Linked DNA regions of Hordeum vulgare: region 1 is linked to region 2. The links are chromatin contacts, called in public Hi-C maps. All regions are on one chromosome and are shown on one strand. The core of a region is the stretch at or near the end of the contact, and the rest is flanking DNA. Distances in the headings are between cores, read along the strand shown.

Region 1 (5,691 bases), core at 1,879-4,378, 140 kb before region 2:
CCGTGTAACAGCGAGGGTCGGCTCTGATACCAAACTTGTAATGCCCCAGACACACCCGCCGGCGGTCGTTACTCCTCGCGGGATCTAGACTAGCCCCACATATCAATACTAGTCTTTTCTGCGCACTTTGTCCTCACTCATGCGCACCCGGGATCAACTTCCTGGTCGGTCACCCATCCTAGAACTACTCCAAGCCGAGCACGCTTAACCTAGGAGTTCTGTTCGAATGGGCTCCCGAAAAAGAAGGAATTCCTTATTGATATAAGTAGTCTATCATCCCTAATAAGCCATGCTATCACATGAGGCCAGCCCAATAAGTCTATTTCGGCCAAGGCAAAAATAAGGAGGAAAAGGAAAAAAAGAGAAGGAAGGAGGTGGACAAGATGGGAAGGAGTTCTCCACCAAACCGAATTGGAAGAGGACTCCTCCCTCCTTGCGTCGACCGAAGCCTCCTCCTTGGTGTAAGAGGCAAGTCGCCCCTCCCCTTGGTTCCTCCTATATATAGTGGAGGTTTGAGAGGGTTTTTGCACCTCAGGCCTTTGTGCAACCCTCTCTCCCTCCACTACTTCGTGACACCTCGTAGCTAGATTGGTACGGCTCGTCGAAGCCCTGTCGGAGTAGCTTCACCATCATCACCACCATGCCGTTGTGCTGTTGGAGAATTCAGCTACCTCTTCGTCTCTCTTGCTGGATCAAGAAGGCGGAGATCCTCATCGAGCTGTATGTGTGCTGAACGCGGAGGTGTCATCCGTTCGACGCTAGATCGGGACGGATCATGGGACGCGGCGATTTGGATCGCGAAAATGTTCCACTACATCAACTCGTTTCTTAACGCTTCCTTCTTAGCGATCTACAAGGGTATGTGGATCCGATCTCCCTCCCGTAGATGGTCATCACCATGATAGGTCTTCGTGTGCGTAGGAATTTTTTTGTTTCCCATGCAACATTCCCCAACACTTTTCCATAAGCATGTATGACTATATATGAAATACATGCCTACATTATATTGATGAATTGGAGCTAGTTCTGTATCACCCTATGTTATGACTGTTGCATCATGAATGCCATCCGACATAATTATCCATCACCGATCCATTGCCTACGAGCTTTCCACATATTGATCCTTGCTAAGTTACTTTTCCGTTGCTATTGTTACAATCACTATGAAACTGCAACTCTCACGTTTGCCACTGTTACCGTTACTTTCATATTACTTTGCTACTAAATACTTTGCTGCAGATATTAAGTTTTTTAGGTGTGGTTGAATTGACAACTTAGCTGCTAATACTCGAGAATATTCTTTGGCTCCCCTTGAGTCGAATCAATAAATTTGGGTTGAATAATCTACCCTCGAAAACTGTTGCGATCCCCTATACTTATGGGTTATCAATGGCGGGGATCCGGCAGGCTCGGCGAAGGATTCAACAAGTGGCGTGGGGAGCAACTAGGGTTAGAGTTTGGGTGGAGGCGGCATAGAGGAAGGGGTCGGACGCGTGAGTGCGGGAGGAGGCGGCTAGGCTCTCTCCACAGGAGTGTCTCACCCTTGTCACTATTGGGTATTTTTTCCAAACAGGTAAATCTTAGAAATGCCCCCGACGGGCTTTGAGAATTACACGTGGTGGCATCCCAGTTTGACACTATTAATTGCTCCAACGTTTAATTTTAATCCGACGGCCATGATCTTTCACGCATGAGATCAAACGGACGACATGCGCCTAAAAATCAAGATGGACGGTCGGATGTGCCTGAGCTCTGAGAACGTCTGTAGCTTGCCTCGGTACTTATTTTTGGATAGGGACAATTACATTTGAGCCCCTAGTTGTGTCACACCCGTTTGATTTGCCCCTAGATTCAAAAAAACCTTCGTTTCTGTCCAAGCTTGTTTGCTCCACTTATGCTTTTGCCCTTTGACCCTTTGACCGTCACTTTGAAAACTTCATAACGAATTCGTACTAACTCAAAAAAGTTCAAACAAGATATCAAAATATTCAGAAAACATCACCTACATCTGAACGTCATTTACATCCATGAAAAACATGCTCAAAAGTCCACATCACAATTTGAGCTCATATGATGTTATCACAAATAGTAAAACCCAAAAAAAATTGAAAACAAATTCAAAAAATTATGATTTTTTTTAGTGGCGATTGCAAAGTTTCATCCGGGAATGAAATTTGTGGAAGTCGTGGCAAAAAAGAAACAAAATCAACACTCCAAAATGCTTTTGGTTTGGAGCATCAATTTGTTTTTTGTGCCACGACTTTCATGAATGTCATTTCCAGATGAAACTTTTCAATCACTCAACACATTTTCAATGTTTTTCATTAAAAAGATTCAGAATATTTTGAATTTGTTTTCTTTTTTTTTTGAATTTTACTATTCTTGGTGATATCATATGGACTTAAATTGAGATAGGGACTTTTCAACACTTTTGTCATGAATTTAAATAACATGCAAATATATGTAATGTTTTTCCAAACATTTTAATATCTTATTTGAATTTTTTTAGGTTAATATGCTTTCGTTATGAAGTTTTTAAAATGATGGTCAAACGGTCAAAGAACAAAAACATAAGAGGAACAAACGAGCTTGAATAGAAACGAGGGTTTTTTAAATTTAAGGGCAAATCAAACGGAATGTAATTGTCCCTTTTGGATACGCATTTGCAAAAAAATGGAGCTGGTGGCAAATGCTCCCAACCAGCACTCCCCCGCTCCGAGATCATGCACGCATGACTCACATAAACAATCCCCGAGGCGGCAAGAAATGTGCGTTCCCAGCGTGCTTCGGTTCGTTGATCCTTCACCACACCAGCCGCTAGCTAGCCGGACACGGCACTGATCACGGCATCTTCTCGCCCGCTTTTCCAGTAGACAACTACTGGCACTTTCATCGGCCCAAGTCATTTTCCAACCAGAACAGAAGCCAAAACAAACCACTATGCACACCACACACAGACACGTGGGGCATCAGCGAGAACCGGGCCCACAGGTCATCGTTGCCTTCACGCTTCCGTCCGGGACCACCACCGCCGCGCGGCGCAGGCAGCCCGTGCACGTGGGCGCCGAGGCGGTCCACCTGTCGGCGTGACGGCGCGGCGGCTTTATCTACCCGTCCCGTCCGGCCCTCACTCTGTGTGCCATCACTCCCATCGCTTCCCCTGCCTCGTCCGCCGTTCCCCGTGAGGTGATTGGCAGATTGCTTCTTCCTCCGCCGGGATCCCTCCGTCTCCATGGCCGCGATGTGGAGGGCCGCCGCGAGGCAGCTCGTCGACCGGGCGGTCGGATCCAGGGCCGCGCACGTACGTGGATGCCGTCCGCTCCTCGCCTCGTCCCCTTCTTTTTTTCGTGAAGTTTTTTTTTCGCTCGGTTTGCTTCCTGCAAGTTTCGGTTGCTGAAGAAGTGCCGCGGTTGGCTGGCGGGACTCTGAAGAATGCCGTGTTTTGATTTCTGTCTTCCCGTTCCGCAGACGTCTGCAGGCAGCAAGAAGATCGTCGGCGTGTTCTACCAGGCCGGCGAGTACGCCGACAAGAACCCCAACTTCGTCGGCTGCGTCGAGGGTGCCCTCGGCATACGCGACTGGCTCGAGTCCAAGGGGCACCACTACATTGTCACCGACGACAAGGAGGGGTTGAACAGCGGTCAGTACCCAGGATCATACCCAATTTTTCTCATGTTTTCAGTTTCCTACTATAATTTATTAGTACTCGCTCCGTTCCAAAATAAGTGACTCGTTTAGTATAAAGTTAGTACAAAGTTAAGTCACTTATTTTGGGACTGAGGGAGTATTTGTTAACGATTCTGTAAAGCAATTCATGTGCTTCTCTCTGTGAACAATTTGTGAATATATTGTACTATACATCAGATACAAATCTCAAAACGGTAAAGCGTAGTGAACTTGGCAGGACTTGTCAAAACACCTATGGAACTTGGCTGTGCAGTGTTTTACTGAACTGATATATCAATCCTGAATTATATTGGTTACTGTGTAGTCAGTAATGCTATGAGTATATCAGATAGACTACTCTGTTTTCGTTTTACTGATGACAGCTAAGAGTAATTTTCATCTGTTCCGTGTGAATTGTGAAAGGGGAGATTTGCTTCTTCTAGTTTGTATAGCAATTTCCCAAACTAACTGGAAGTATACACACCATGTCAGCTGTGCTGCAGGATCAATTCAAATGCCTATATATATTCCAATCTAGCTTATATGTTTGGACTTGTGTTAGTAAAATGAAATTAATATGATACTTATCTTCTTCGATGCTTTTATATCTCTGATTATTACTATCTGACTCTTAACGTGTGAATAAAATATTTCTGTTCTTGTCCCCAGAGCTGGAGAAGCACATTGAAGACATGCATGTCCTGATAACCACCCCATTCCACCCAGCCTATGTTACTGCAGAGAGGATCAAGAAGGCAAAGAACCTCGAGCTGCTTCTCACAGCTGGGATTGGCTCGGACCATATTGATTTGCCAGCTGCTGCTGCTGCAGGCTTGACTGTGGCAGAGGTCACTGGAAGTAACACCGTCTCTGTGGCAGAAGATGAGCTCATGCGCATCTTGATTCTGCTCAGGAACTTCTTGCCTGGCTATCAACAGGTCGTTAAAGGTGAATGGAATGTTGCAGGCATTGCCCATAGGGCTTATGATCTTGAGGGAAAGACCGTCGGAACTGTCGGGGCAGGTCGTATTGGCAGGCTCTTACTTCAGCGCCTGAAGCCCTTCAACTGCAACCTGCTCTACCATGACAGACTTCAGATCAACCCAGAGCTTGAGAAAGAAATTGGGGCGAAATTTGAAGAGGACCTGGATGCTATGCTTCCAAAGTGTGATGTCGTTGTGATCAACACACCTCTTACTGAGAAAACTAGGTTTCCATTCATCAGACTCGTTCTTTTCCATTATCTTATAATAATATACAGTTCTGTAAATTCTGTTTGGTCCTTCCTTCAGAGGCATGTTCAACAAAGAAAAGATTGCGAAGATGAAGAAAGGTGTAATCATTGTGAATAACGCTCGGGGCGCAATCATGGATACCCAGGCTGTTGCTGATGCTTGCTCCAGCGGTCACATTGCTGGTACCATCCTTTCACTCTTGCTGTTGGCCCTCGCAAAAAAAAAAAATACTCTTGCTGTTGGGGTCTATGAAATACATCGTTTTATTTGAGTCTGTCATGCCTCACATTTACCTGGGGTAATATGGTAAAATTTCGAAATCAATATAACATAATGCAGTAATGTCAAGTACTTCATTATGCCAATTTGTAGTTAACTATTTCTTAGTGTTAACAATAACAAAGGGTGATCTATGCCTCTGTGAATTCTGTTTCTTGCCATGGCACTTGTTTCTTTGATGGCTATTATTATTGTGTCCTATTTTGAATTGTGTCCAAGATTAGGATAATGATGCAGTACCTTATATTTTTGTCTTGTTTGTTTTTCCTTTTTCTACTCAATGTAACTCATTCCTGATTTTCAGGATACGGAGGTGATGTCTGGTTCCCCCAACCCGCACCCAAGGATCACCCATGGCGCTACATGCCTAATCACGCAATGACCCCTCACATCTCTGGGACTACAATTGATGCACAGGTTAGCTTCTGTGTTTTTATCTCAGTATAGGCCTTCCAGCGTATCATCATTTGCAGCACTTTGTGTTCTGATACCCAACCGTATGCTTTGAGAA
Region 2 (5,472 bases), core at 734-3,233:
CATACCTAATTGTGCGAATGAGAAAATAAGAGTTAATTAGACCGTATGTGCCATCATTGTTGAATCCGTCTGAAAAATATATAGCAGCCATGATGGAAACCAGAACCACACTCAAAGAGATCTATACCACATCATCCGCAAAAAATAGAAATCTGCATCACATCAACGCCTTATCAACAATTTCCTGTAAACCTGTTTGAGAATTTGGAAATCGGGATTAGAAGAAAAGAAACAGGAAGAAGAATATGCTAGGGAAGAGAGTGCAACGAGACATACTTGCCGCCGCAGTCATTGAGTCGTTCATTTAGCAAGAGCCTAGAGGGCAGGGAAAGACCGAACGGTCTGAAGTTACAGGAGGAAATCATGATTTGTTTTTTTTTGAGGGGTAGGAAATCATGATTAGTGAATCGAACGATTCCTTTCCTACCCAACAGTCTCCAAGTGCTTGCAAACATGGCCACACCCATTGTATCTACTTTTACAGTTTTACTTCTTAGACTTAGCAGGAGCGCTGCCGCTGAGATTGGCTTCAAAAATAAATTCGCTCGAGTGTTGCCGCTGAAGACCTGTATGCCTAAGTATATACCTGGGAGGCCCCCCTAACTTTTGGGGGGCCCGGGACGGCCGCCCCGCTCGTCCCTCCCTTGGGCCGGCCCTGGTGGCGGCCCCGGGCGGTGGCGGACAGTGAGGCCCAGATCATCCTCGGCTGCATAGCATGGGTGTACCCATGTCCAAGACGGAGCTGCTCCGGCGGGTCTGACGTTCGACCCCAGATCCTGTTCGGTACAGGGACGGTGAAGAGTGTGCTTGGGATTCATCCTAATGTCTCTTCCGACATGGCGCGATGGGGTGGCAGCCCTCTCTCCATGTTCTAGTTGTGGCGCCCTTCGGCAGTGGCCGGAGCATCAGGATACACTATGGTGGCAGTGCGATTGTGGACGATCGCTGGATCTGGACGGCCAACTCTGGGGCTTTGAAGGTGGTCTTGCAGATGCACAGGTTGTGAGTGGGATGTTCTTGCAATGGATCCGGGTGAAAACCCACCGGTGATGGTGACGCCCTTTACATTGTTTCCTTCGTAAAGGCGTCATCGAGGTGAAGCTCCCAACTCCTACACCTGCCTCCAGGGGATAACCCTTGATCAAATGATGGCGGCGCTCTTGTGTCGTTTCCTCCTTGGTGTGTGCATTGGGTCGAGGGATCGGTGGACGGTTTTAATGGTGGATCGGCGTCTCATGTCACACATTGATGATGTGGAGTCTCGGCAATGTGATGCAGGAGGGTATCGACGACGGTTGTATGATGATGGACATGCGGAGGGAGGTGACGTTGTCTGGCACCGTGGTGGCTTCAACGGAAGACCTGGCAAGGTCAATGCGTGAGTGCCTGCTCTAAAAATGGATCGGTGGAAGACGGCAGCGGCGGCTTCTCAGAGTGCGCCAGACCTGTGTGTACCCCAGACTCGACAAGAAGCTTGGTTGGACCTTCGGTTTTAGATGTTAGCCGTTCCTGCGAGGTCTTGCTTGGTATTCGCCTCGAACATTCGGCACCCCTTCATCAAGTGGTTAGAATTAGCGACAAATGTTGCAAAGATGTCAGACATGCATACTGATGTATTATTTTATAAGGTCTTTACGAATAATTAATAAATTAACTGCATGTATCGTCCAGATGCAGAGACAGGTGTCATCCTCCTTTTCAAAAAAAAAAAAAAAAAAACTTGTCAGCCTAAAAACCTTGGACAATGGAAAATGGGGAAGGCAACTATACAGTGGCCGTGAAAAGTAAAACTTAGATACATGACAAACATTCTACGTCCCTATCCGTGTAAATTCAATTGCACAGGTGGCCACAAGCACCAAATCACATAGTCCATGCAACCTTAGCGGCCTGGCTAGTTGCACAAGTGGTCGGTAGCCCCACTGTCATGTTTCATGCATGTGCATACGCCAAATCGATGGGTCTATAAGAAGAGAGGTCTGGGTCTTTCAAGAAGGGAAGTCTAGTTGGCTTCACGAGCATGAAGAGAAGGGGAGGAGACGGAGGGGCGACGAACATGGCGTTCGGCAGGAACGATGCGGGGAGGAAGGCGAGTGGGAGCACGGAGGTGGAAGATCTGTGCTCCAAGCTCACGTCTCTGCTTCCCCAAGACTATCAGCTGGACGCCTCACAGGTACGTAAAAGATACTATAATACTTCATAAGTTTTTTGCAAATCCGTAGTTGAGCGTGCGAGAATAAAATTTGGGTTCATAATCCGCTGAAAAGTTATCCGGGAATGCAATCGCAACCTATTTGTTGATGTATCTTTGGGTATTTCTAAGCTGTCCATTACTTTATTTTCTTCCAAAACATGATGTTGCCGCTCAGTTCGATGATCTAACTATTGTGCTCGTCAGATATGCTGTGTTTTGTCCCGGCAGAAATTAATCTCGTTTTCTTTAATATAAACTCACGATTAACAAATAGCTTTCTCCAGTTCAATCCCTCTACTGATTTATCAGCTAAAAAGCTTATCTTCGATCTCGGTGTATCAGTGGCGGCTCTACCCACAAGCTGTGATGCCAAGCGACATCATAGCATGTTTCATGACTTCAAATGTATTGTTACAAAGTGCATACAACTATCGGCTGCTTTTATTGATTGACATACACGTACTATATAAGAAACAAATAAGCTCATAACATAAGAGAAAAGAAGTAAGTAGAGGACTAACGTCCGAGTGTGACCTAATAAACTATTGATCTCGAGAAGTATCTACAGAAAAAGGCATCTTGCCCCGCTTCATAAATAAAGTCAACCACGATACAACCACAACTGAAACCGGACGTTCAAATAAACAACAAGGTTCAGATGAAAATAAATGAGATAGTACTAGCTGGGGGCACAACAAAAGAAGCCTACTAAATGATACTCCGTTCATCCGATAATACTTGTTAAAGGAATGGATGTATCTAGATATATTTTAATTCCAGATACATTCATTTGTATATATTTTTGTGATAAGTAATTTCAGATGGAGGGAGTACATATCTGTTGAGTAAATAGGCAATTTTCCGAGTAGATTAATCCACAAAATAATAACTAGCATGGCATTGACTAGACTAATGACATACTGATCTTGAGCTAACCTAGCACATACTACGCATATAGTGGATACATCTATGCAAACAAGTAGTACTGCTAGAATAAATACGAACAAGAGGATAAACGAGTCATACCCTCCAATCGGCCAGTTGGCCGTAGCAGCAGCAGCGGCGGCGGAGGCAGTATCCTCTGCCGTCTTCTTCTCGGCTTCCTCGCGGAGACGATCAGCTTCGCTTGGTGAAGACATGGCGATGACGAGGGCGACGCGGACGTAGACGAAGCAGACGGACGGAGGCGAGCAGTCGCGTGATCGCTCCCCAAAAACCTAATCGCCCCTCTCCCGTACAGGAACCGGAGAGGCGAGGTTTCGGAGGCCTGCTCTCCTGTTGACCGTGTACGCGGTAAACGGGACGGAGTCGCCGGCGGCAGCAGCAGTTCAAGGAACGAACGCGTGAGGCAGATGTGATCTGATTTCGTGACGGCTAGGGTAGGCGATCGCGTGCCGTATTCTCCGTTCCTGACCAGCAAAAATAAGCGCGTAGGTATGAGCTCGGCTCGGCTCATTCCCGCAACCCGCGTCGCGTCGCGTCGCGTCGTGACGAGGCGGGCGGCGGAGGAGGAGTGCGCGAGGGCACCTTCTCTTCTCACTCTCCAATAGCATGTGGAAGAGAGACCCTTATAAAGGGGTCCAAACTCTCCTCCACTAGCGGGGTGGGACTAAACTCCCACCACCTTGCCATGCCACCACCTACATGGGCCCTTGTAGATTTTCTGAAATTCTCTAGTGGGCCTAAGGCCCACCTCCAAATTTCAACAATCCCCCACCAGATCTCAAGGGCACATCGTGTTCCCTCGTTCCAATCACTGTTTTAATATACCAGCATTTCAGTGAAGACCTGTTAAGGTTGAGCTTCACCTAGAACAAGTAGCTACACCCCTTCACAACTGAACAATGGACTATGCCTTGAATTGTCAGTTTGGCGTAAAGGAGCTTCACCACAAATCTTACTAGTACTAGGCTGCCGAAGGTGACCCCTCGGGTGGAGCATATTAGTCACACTCCTGGCCTATTCATGAGTTTACTAGAGATCACCCAAATCTCATAGACTGTGACCAGCAGTCAAGCTCATATAGGTGTGTTCCTCCAAAGATCGCTCTGTAGGACAGCATCTTGCTTACATATAAGCTTTAGAACACATTAAGACAGTAGTCATCCTACCATACAGTATCCGAGAGTATTGCATCTCCAACGGAGTGGGTTAGTAAAGTTACTCTCCTCAGTTCACCACTGGCTTGTTTTCCCAGGTCCTACTTCACGGGATCTCCGATCATATAGGTTAGGTTACTACCATGGCAACTCATGTGGGTCTCACACCCATCTCCCTCGATGCACTATCTATCACAACACGTGATAGCCCTTTAGTAAAGGGATCTGCCAGATTCTTAGCCGTTTGGATATAATCCAACGCTATCACTCCGGAGTTTCTCAAACGTCTGACAGACTTCAATCTCATTCTTATATGTTTGTTGGACTTCATATTGTCCTTTGAACTCTTCACTTTAACAATAACCGTCTGATTATCGCAGTTCATAAGGATAGCCGGAACCGGCTTCTCAACCACAGGTAAGTCCATCAAAAGATCTCGAAGAAATTCTGCTTCGACACCAGATGTGTCTAATGCTGTTAATTCTGCTTCCATTGTCGATCTTGTTAAGATCGTTTGCTTGCAAGACTTCCAGGAAACAGCACCACCCCCAAGAGTAAACATATACCCAGTAGTGGCCTTCATCTCATCAGCATCAGAGATCCAATTCGCATCACTATACCCTTCAAGTACTGATGGGAATCCCGTATAGTGAAGCCCGTGGTTGACAGTACCTTTCAAGTAGCGCATAATTCTTTCAACAGCACGCCAATGAACATCGCCCGGGTTTGCAACAAACCGGCTAAGTTTGCTCACAGCAAACGCGATGTCAGGCCTCGTTGCGCTAGCTAGGTACATAAGTGAACCGATAATTTGAGAGAATCTCAATTGATCTATAGCTGTGCCTTTAAACTTTCGAATAAGCACACTAGGATCATATGGTGTTTGACAAATGTTGCAGTCTGAATATCCAAAGCGACTCAAAATCTTGTCAACATAGTGGGATTGCAGAAGTGTAATCCCACCCTCATCATCTCTCAACAGCTTGATGTTCAAGATAACATCAGCCACCCCAAGGTCCTTCATTTCAAAGTTTTGAGACAGAAAAGACTTAACCTCCTCAATTACTTTGAGGTTGGTTCCAAATATCAGTATGTCATCAACATACAAGCACAATATAACTCCTTCGCCCCCACCATGGCGATAGTATACACATTTGTCAGCTTCATTAACAACGAAGC

Evidence for each region. A called contact is a pair of places that touch in the nucleus more often than the background predicts.
Region 1: a Hi-C map of leaf shows a contact between it and region 2, with 2.2 times the contacts expected there. The contact joins the promoter of LOC123407279 here to the promoter of LOC123410152 in region 2.

What each region holds. Positions count from the first base shown.
Region 1 is chr7H:153,463,449-153,469,139 of MorexV3_pseudomolecules_assembly, reverse strand. It overlaps LOC123407279 (formate dehydrogenase, mitochondrial), which reads left to right and starts at 3,128. Exons shown (of 6, transcript XM_045100381.1): 1 at 3,128-3,301; 2 at 3,469-3,640; 3 at 4,336-4,876; 4 at 4,959-5,083; 5 at 5,485-5,597. The coding sequence starts at 3,233.
Region 2 is chr7H:153,322,260-153,327,731 of MorexV3_pseudomolecules_assembly, reverse strand. It overlaps LOC123410152, which reads left to right and starts at 1,983. Exons shown (of 3, transcript XM_045103048.1): 1 at 1,983-2,173. The coding sequence starts at 2,021.